Regions from separate parts of the Danio rerio genome. Here region 2 is linked to region 1. A link is a contact called in public HiChIP or PLAC-seq data. All regions are on one chromosome and are shown on one strand. Each heading gives the region's core, a stretch centred on a gene start, on an enhancer-like site or on the middle of the called end of the contact. The rest is flanking DNA. Distances are from core to core; before and after follow the strand shown.

Region 1 (4,475 bases), core at 1,454-3,953:
TCGTCTGCTTCATGTCCCGTTCCCGATGGCCGTATGACTGAGAACACACCGCACTGAGTTTATAATTTATTGTTTGTAAAACTTCTATGTGAAAAAAACTAAACAAAAGTGACATGATGAGTTTATTTATTGTTCTGGTCATGTGTCTCATCAGTACTATTTAACTAGGACTATGATGAATGAGCAGAATAGCATAAAAGTGTGTGTTTTAGCCGTTTCATGAACACATGTGTATATAAAACAAAGCGCTATATTTAAATCATCATGTTTTATTGATTCATTTCTGTCCGATCATCATCTCAAATTAAAGTAATACATGTTTGGGGGGGGTTTATAGTAAATGAGGAATATTAGATAAGCCTGACACTCAACACATCAACATCACACCTCGCGTGTGCATTCATTTATAATAATTCAATGCAGTGGAGTGCATTACTCTGCAGAATGTAATCATGTTATACAGATAAACAAAAATGTATCAGACATATCAGATCATCAAACTAATTTAAATAATAGTCAAAGATAACACAAGTTTCCCCCACAGGCCAAACACATGCGCTGTAGGGGTATTGATGAACTAAATTGGCCGTATTGTTTGAGTGTGATTGTAAGACTGTATAGATGTTTCCCAGTACTGAAAGGGCATCTGCTGCATAAAACAAAAGCTGGAATAGTTGGTGGTTCATTCCGCTGTGGTGACCCCTGATGAATAAAGGGATTAAGCCAAAGGAAAATGAAGGAATGAATTATTAAGGGAAAAACAAAACACAAGGCCCCGTGTGGAAAAGTGATTGCCCCTAAACCCAATAACTGGTTAAGGTTAAAATATATTAAATTAATAATAATAATAATTCATATATTTTTGCATATGCAAATAATAGCTAAAAAAAGGTTTAATGAATGTTCAATTTAGTCATTATGCAAATATTATGGGATGATATATATAATATTATGGGATATTATGGAAATGTTGTGTTTGAATGTTCTCTGAAATGTTTAAATGATAACGCTGTGAACGTTTAATGGAAAAACCGGGAAAAGTCAGTGAATTTTGACAGGGCATTTTCCAGGACTGGAAAAGTTCAATTCAATTCAGCTTTATTTGTGTAGCGCTTTTGCAATGTAGATTGTGTCAAAGCAGCTTCACATAAATGCTCATAGTAACTGGAACAGTGTAGTTCAGTTTTTAGTGTTTAAGTTCAGTTCAGTTTAGCTCAGTTCAGTGTGCTTTAATGTCATTACTGAGAGTCACTGAAGAGCAGATTTATCGATGCATAGCTCAACCGATCCTGAACCATGCGAGCCAGTGGCGAAAAAACTTCACCGATAGGAGAGCGAAGAAAAACACATTAAGAGAAACCAGACGACCATTTTAATTTCTCCGCTGCCCAAAAGTCTTGTGCAGAGCTGCAGTCTCAGCGGTGGAGGCTGGAAGCTGGCCTCAGCGAAGACTCGTCTGTCCCTGGAGCATCACTGGAATCAGTCTCATGCTCTTCACTCCTCCATGACCACCAGCCCAGCAGCAGCTCAGCATACGGCCTGGTCCCTGATTATGGAAACCTTGGGATCATCTCGTCGCTGGTCTTGGATCCAATCAGTGACTCTGCATAATCTGAGGACCTCAGGATGAGTATCCCAGGTGGAAATGGAGAATAAAGAGAATAATTAGCGTATCTGCTGTTCATAGTGTATATAAACCAGATGTATATAAGTGTATGCTTTACTAAAACATTTTGGAAAAATAGTAAAAACCCACAAAGTTTTGGAAAAGTCATGGAAATTAGCTTAACTAACATCTGTAAACTTGAACATTGGTTAGTTGTCTTTACTTCTTTTCTGTCTTAGGCCAAAAACATGGTCTCACATTATGAACGCTGCGTAAGCTTTCATTCATTCATTTTCCTTCGGCTTAGTCTTAATTTCAGAGGTGGCACAGCGGGAATGAGCCGCCATGAGTAAGCATTATCTAAATAAATCTTACATACAATAGATATCCAAAATAAATTCAAACTAAATAGATTGTTGTGTGTTCTATGTGTGTTTAAATGCGCATTGTTTATTATTATTATTTACCATTTATACATAGACAATAAATTAAACATTAGGTTATGAAAATGTACTTGAAAGTGCTGGAAAAGTCATGGAAAGATCCTGGAATTTAAGTAATAAATGTGTATGAACCCTGATGACAACACAGATATAATGGGTCAAATAAATAATGTTTTATATCTTCACTTCTTGATTAATAACATTAGGAATACAATTTTTTGTATTCGATTTTTCTAAAATATTACATTTAATATGCAATTAAAGCATTATTTAATTAAATTAACACACAGGATTTGACTCTCTATATATTCACATTATTTACATCTATTTTGTTAAATACTGCATGTATTCAGGCACATCTATGAACAAATTCCTCTCTAAAAACCGAAAGTGTAGATTAAACTGAATTTTTGTGTATTTAAACTCACTAATAGGAAATTGTCTTGAAGAATAAATATTTTGGTTACTTTTTTATATAAAACAATTCATAAAATGCTTAAAATTGTGTATTGATATTTTCTTTCAATTGGACTGACTTAAAAAACAAAAGTAAAATAGACATTGAGTAGGAGGCGGGGCTTAATTTTTAAGCTCCTCCTCTTATATGTCGCTTGCAGCGTACTATCATTTGGAAGGGCGTGGCTAAGCACGTTTCGTCCAATCTACTGTCGTCATCAGAGGAGAGCAGAAGCAGGTGGGTAAATGTTTTGGTCGTCAACTTTTATGGTAATGTTATGTAATACATGCTTCAGCGAATCAATTTGATGTATTTATTAAAAATTATGATTAAATCTATTAATAAAACGTAGGTCTTCTCTTCGGTGTTTGGAGGGTTATTTAGTGTATTATGACCTAATGTATCCTCTGATTGGCTCTTTCAGAGGTCGCTGTTGATCAAACTATAAACTATGTCTAGTTTAGCTTTACTTTTAAGTTATATATCGAGATAAATATATTTTTTAAGACTAAACTGTCTTGTTGTGAACACCTACAATGTCTTTCGGTGCTCTAGATCTGCCGATCCATTACATGATTATTTTCCCTCAGACTGATTGGCGCCATTATGCGTTCAAAATGGTATGAACCATTTTAGGGGTGGTCAAATGTATATGTTCATTATCTATAATTTTATTTATCAATAATATTATTTAAGATACAGATCAGAGATTTCTAAATATTTATAAAGCTGACCCCCATGCATTTTGTTTTAACGTTCTTCAGAGGGGATTGAGTTAGCAGGGTTAATCTGTAATTATCACCCTGCCTAAAACTAACAATGTGCTAAACATTTTGATTTATTGATGACTTTGAATTAACTTCTGCCGTGATATCTACTGTAAAAACATCATATAATTCAGTGTTATTGCCTGTAATGAGAAAACGTGTGCGGTAAATATAGGTGTTGTGAACAGACTGAGTTCAGGAGTGATGTTGCAGCGCCACCTGCTGTTTGACATCTTAAACTGACTTTCTTTTTAATAGAAAGTGCGTTTTTTTTAGAAAATAATAATAATAAAGTCATTAACCCACACAGATAAAGGTGACCCACTGTGTGTCTTGTTATTTTCTTGTGTAATTATTATACATGTTCACACTAGTACTACTTGAGATGCTGCAAGAGTGTTTGTACTTCTAAAAATTAGTTTGCAAAATAAATTATATTTATTTCATCTAAATATTAATTTTGTTTTTCATGAATTTTTTCTTTTATTTTGTATTTTTCGAACACAGAAAAACATGCCGTAGACAATCAGCATATAGCAAAGTGCGTAGATGTACATGAAATAACCAATATACAGGTTCCTAAATACTAGTATTAATAATAGTGCCAGCAATAACAACAATAGTGTAAATAGAAAGGAAAAACTGAAGAGTAATGACAAGGACATACTAAAACAAATAAAAATAATAAAATAAAATTAACTAACATATATATATATATATATATATATATATATATATATATATATATATATATATATATATATATATATATATATATATATATATAAAACAAATTTCCAAACCAAAAAAATCAGCCAAATAAACTTATATAATTAAAAAAATAACAATAATAATTAAAAAAATAAAAATGGGACGTGGAACCAGACGTTTCTGCTTTTTGATGTCTCATTGATTCAAATGAGTAAACCTTTAAGTTTGTCCAAGGTTTAGCCCAAAGTCTGATGGCGTCCTCTAAATATTTAGTTTATAGGTCAAATAAAGTCTAGCTTTAAATAAAATGTCTATATGTGTGTGGAGTAATGTTCATCTTGAATTTAGCGTAGCACATTTTATGACGATAATGAAATACATATAATGAAAAACATTATATATTTTATACATTATAAAACATATGATAATGAAAAACATACTTATTCTGAATTTCTGTATTGTAAATAAATACATCAAAGTGGTTTAAACTC
Region 2 (4,475 bases), core at 1,098-3,597, 230 kb before region 1:
GGAGTTTTTTTTCTCTCATTCGCCGTGCGGTATCAAACATTGCATGAAAAATACACGCTTAGAGCAGATCCTCGAATCAAATATCGCGTTTGTCGCGAGGGGCATGAATGAATTCCCTGAATGAAACTGCAGTTAAAGTTCAACATTTATTAATTCAGCAAATAATTCGACTACAGATGTCCATGTAGGTTAAACACCATCGCTTTCTCCTGTCTGTGTGTGTGTGTATTTTGACTCTGAAACTCGCGCGTGCACAAATAGACACTCCCACACCATCCCACTTTAGTTCCTCCGACACTCCCCCCTAAACAGAGCTGGACACGCCCACTTTTCTGACTTTTTCGAAAGTAGAGGTGTGAAAACACCCTGCTGAAACGAGGGGGTTTCATGGCCCTTTAACATGAGTACATGTAGATGCTGAATCACGGATATGTGTTGGTTTGCACTGAGTTTCAGTTCTGAAGCTCAGTCTCATGCAGTTTATTTTATTCTCCAGATCTGAGCTGAACTATCTGCTGCTGCTTTCAGTAGTATGGCAATAAATGTCTTGTAAAATGGCGTTCATTTACCACTGAGCTGCACCTGAGCTGATCATTGTCAGTTTTCTGTTGTTTAGCTGTGAGAAATAGAAGCTGTTTGATTAGTCGAATGTTGCTTAGTCTTGTTTCTAGTCCAAATACCTACAAATGCGTAAATCAAGAAGAATTTTTTAGACAAGCAAAAAAATATTCTGTTGTTTTCGGAAATAATATGGCAAAGGGATTTTTTTCTTACAGCAAGGAAAATAATCTCCCAATGGGGTAAGTGAAATAATTTTGTTTTTCATTTTGACATTGACTATTTTTACAGGTGAGCATAGATTTAGCCCCAACTTCAGACACGCCTTCAGTCAAGCGTTGACGCTGAAGACCGGTGTGAATGGGGCATAATACTCCAGTTTGTCAGGGGGGCATGAATGAAATGTTCATGAGTGAATGTGAAACTGCAGTTAAAGTCACTCAAAATTACATGAAACTCTTACACGAACGCACTTCACGTAAACACCTTAATTACATTAATGTCTATTAATGCAAATAACCAGATTACAGATGTCCATGTAAGCGTAGTCAGGAGTGTCTTTGAAGTAAGTGCAGAATCCAGAAGGCTCACCGGTCAGGTATACATCTGTGCTACAATATCAAGGTGAAAGTCAATCATAGCTTGTGTAGAACAGACCCCCCAACCCAACTTTGAGAATAGGTTATCGACGATATTTTTTTAATCACTTAATAAGAGTCTCGCGTCAATGCCAATAACAGCCCACCGCTAATTATTTTTCTTACCCCATTGGATGGCTATTTTGCTTCTTTCAAGGGAAAACTCATGAGTTCCCTGTTCCTTAAGTTGACTCTTAGGTTTTTTTATTGTTATTGTTGTAACCCAAGTTTCTTTAAGGTTACCCTTAACCTCATAACTGAAGGATTTAGTGTTTTCATGCAATTCATTCATTCATTCATTTTCTTGTCGGCTTAGTCCCTTTATTAATCCGGGGTCGCCACAGCGGAATGAACCGCCAACTTATCCAGCAAGTTTTTACGCAGCGGATGCCCTTTCAGCTGCAACCCATCTCTGGGAAACATCCACACACACATTCACACACACACACTCACACACTATGGACAATTTAACCAACCCAATTCACCTGTACCGCATGTGTTTGGACTGTGGGGGAAACCGGAGCACCCGGAGGAAACCCACGCGAAGGCAGGGAGAACATGCAAACTCCACACAGAAACGTCAACTGAGCCGAGGTTTAAACCAGCGACCTTCTTGCTGTGAGGCGACAGCACTACCTACTGCACCACTGCCTCGCCCACATGCAATTCAATTCATCTTCATCTCTATAGCGCTTTTCTATAGTGTCAAAGCAGATCACACAGAAGCTCTAGTAAAGTGAAACTGCTTCAGTCCAGTTTTCAGAGTTTGGTTCAGTTCAGTGTGTAAATGTCACCACTGAAGAGCAAAGCCTTCCTCTCTGCGACTACAGAAACTGCATGTTGGCCTCAAAGCCTTGGACTGGCACACAGCAAAGTGGCATCTACGGGATGTAGCCCCAAAACCCTGCGGCCTTCCAGTCAGTTCTGGCAGATGATGAAAGCCACCGGTCCAGGATGGGGATGGGGAGGGGGGGGGGGGGGGTTAAAGGACGCCTGTTAGGAGATAAAGAGCAGGGGCTGAATTCAGCCGCCATTAGAGGGGGCTACATGTTCATCGGCTCCTTCACAGAGCGATTCTGTCAGAGCCGCTATTATCTTCTTCTGGCAGGACTTCAATGCAGGCCTTATCACAGTAATGCACACAGGAGGAGGTGCTGACAACAGCGCCGGCCCCCATCCCTCATCTAACCCTCCTTAAATGGCACTCTGACCCCTATAGCAGTGGAGATTCTGGATATCCTCATGCTCTTTGATCTTTACCTGGAGATCATTGTCCATAATCTCCACTGGGAATCAATGATAGCTGTATCCCTTGGCTTCCTTTCTCTCATATAACTACTGAAGAGCCTTTTCAGGATTAGCCGCTTGTGATGGAAGTGTAACAGGATTTAAGGGAAGAGCGAGTGTGTGCATCTTGTCTGTGTCTTGACCCTGGGGACCTGTAATTAGACTGCAGTGAACACTTCCTTCCTACAGCAGAAGAGCCTCCGTTCACAGCTTCAGGCCGGAGAATCTTCATGCTGGATCTGTTCACTTGGGTGGTCCATTAGTAAGCAAACAGGTTGCAGACAGCAGTGATTCTCCACCTATAGGGTGCTACTCACTCATTAAAGTCAGCATCAGTAAAGTTTGTAGTTTTTTTTTTCATATCGTGATGTTCATCTAATTATAATGGTTTCTGAAATGAGAAAAATGTAGGGTGGTGCATGATTTTGTCCTTTGGGAACCGAATGGATTGTTGGAAGACGGGCATTGATAAAGAAATGTAGATCTGAAAGCCAGTTTGCACTCAGTGGTGGAGGATTAACCTCAGGCACTGTTGAATGAAGAGTTCAATTTTACAGACAGAATTGGATGATGTTTGATTAAACCACTGCCTCCCGCAAATGCCGATAGCCCCGCCCTAAAAGACTGACAGCTCCAACATAAAGAACTGTTGGCCCCACCCTAAATAACTGATAGCTCCGCCCTAAGTTGCTGATAGCCCTGCCCTAAAGGACTGACAGCCCCAACATAAAGAACTGACTGCCTCAACCTAAATTTCTGAAAACCCCGCCCCAAACTGCTGATCGCCACACCCTAAAGAAACAGACAGCCAAAACATAAACAACTGTTAGCCCCACCCTAAATAACTGATAGCTCCGCCCTAAGTTGCTGATAGCCCTGCCCTAAAGGACTGACAGCCCCAACATAAAGAACTGACTGCCTTAACCTAAATTTCTGAAAACCCCGCCCCAAATTGCTGATCGCCACACCCTATAGAAACAGACAGCCAAAACATAAACAACTGTTAGCCCTTCCCTAAATAACTGATAGCTCCGCCCTAAATTGCTGATAGCCCCGCCTTAACTGGCTGACTTGGTTTGCCCTCATTATCACCTGAGAGTAGTTCACCCTGATAGCGAATGAGCTGCGTTTGCAGATTCGTAGTGTTGCTGTCTCGTAAAACCCAAAGTGTCTCCACACTTTAGAGTGGAAACAAGCAGGAGGGACTTTGATTTGATTTTCATTATTTTTCCCCATTGTTCTCGCTACTCTTTTTTTCCGTGCTTCTTCTCTGTTGTTGTTGGTTAACTTGTGTTCTTCACTGGCTGCTGCTTACGCCACATTAACCCTATTTATTCAAACAACCGCAAACAGTGTAATAAAATATCGATATTAGCTATTATTGTATTTATTTTTTTATTGCGACAGAAAGCACAACAATGTATTGCATTATCGATTTTTATTGCAACAATATATTGCATTATCGATTTTTATTGCAACAATATATTGCATTATTGATTTTTATTGCAACAATATATTGCATTATCGATTTTTATTGCAAAAATATATTGCATTATCGATTTTTATTGCAACAATATATTGCATTATTGATTTTTATTGCAACAATATATTGCATTATCATTTTTTATTGCAACAATATATTGCATTATTGATTTTTATTGCAACAATATATTGCATTATCAATTTTTATTGCAACAATATATTGCATTATCGATTTTTATTGCAACAATATATTGCATTATCGATTTTTATTGCAACAATATATTGCATTATCGATTTTTAATGCAACAACATATTGCATTATCGATTTTTATTGCAACAATATATTGCATTATCGATTTTTATTGCAACAATATATTGCATTATCGATTTTTATTGCAACAATATATTGCATTATCGATTTTTTTTCCCAACCCTAATTTTCGCTATAGGAAGGTGATGTTGGATAGAGCCTTTGTGTATAAAATAAAGCTGCATCTAAAACCTTCCATG

Evidence for each region. HiChIP or PLAC-seq counts read pairs in DNA pulled down with a chosen protein or histone mark.
Region 2: a contact with region 1 is called in an H3K4me3 HiChIP or PLAC-seq map of embryo, with 8 times the contacts expected there. The contact joins the enhancer-like site here to the promoter of adamts1 in region 1. A contact is called at or near these places in 9 of 18 Hi-C or Micro-C datasets (caudal fin, embryo, fibroblasts and 2 more) and 3 of 4 datasets of contacts at active chromatin or transcription factors (caudal fin, embryo and pancreas).

What each region holds. Positions count from the first base shown.
Region 1 is chr1:964,520-968,994 of GRCz12tu, reverse strand. adamts1 (ADAM metallopeptidase with thrombospondin type 1 motif, 1) reads left to right here and starts at 2,703. Exons shown (of 9, transcript XM_073949290.1): 1 at 2,703-2,759. It also overlaps a transcript of adamts5 not described here.
Region 2 is chr1:1,198,748-1,203,222 of GRCz12tu, reverse strand. It overlaps a transcript of hemk2 not described here. Among named protein-coding and RNA genes, the nearest start is that of hemk2, 100 kb to the left of the region's middle. Within about 2 kb of position 2,347, at least 17 of the 62 cell types and tissues checked have an H3K27ac peak or open chromatin away from gene starts, as enhancers often do.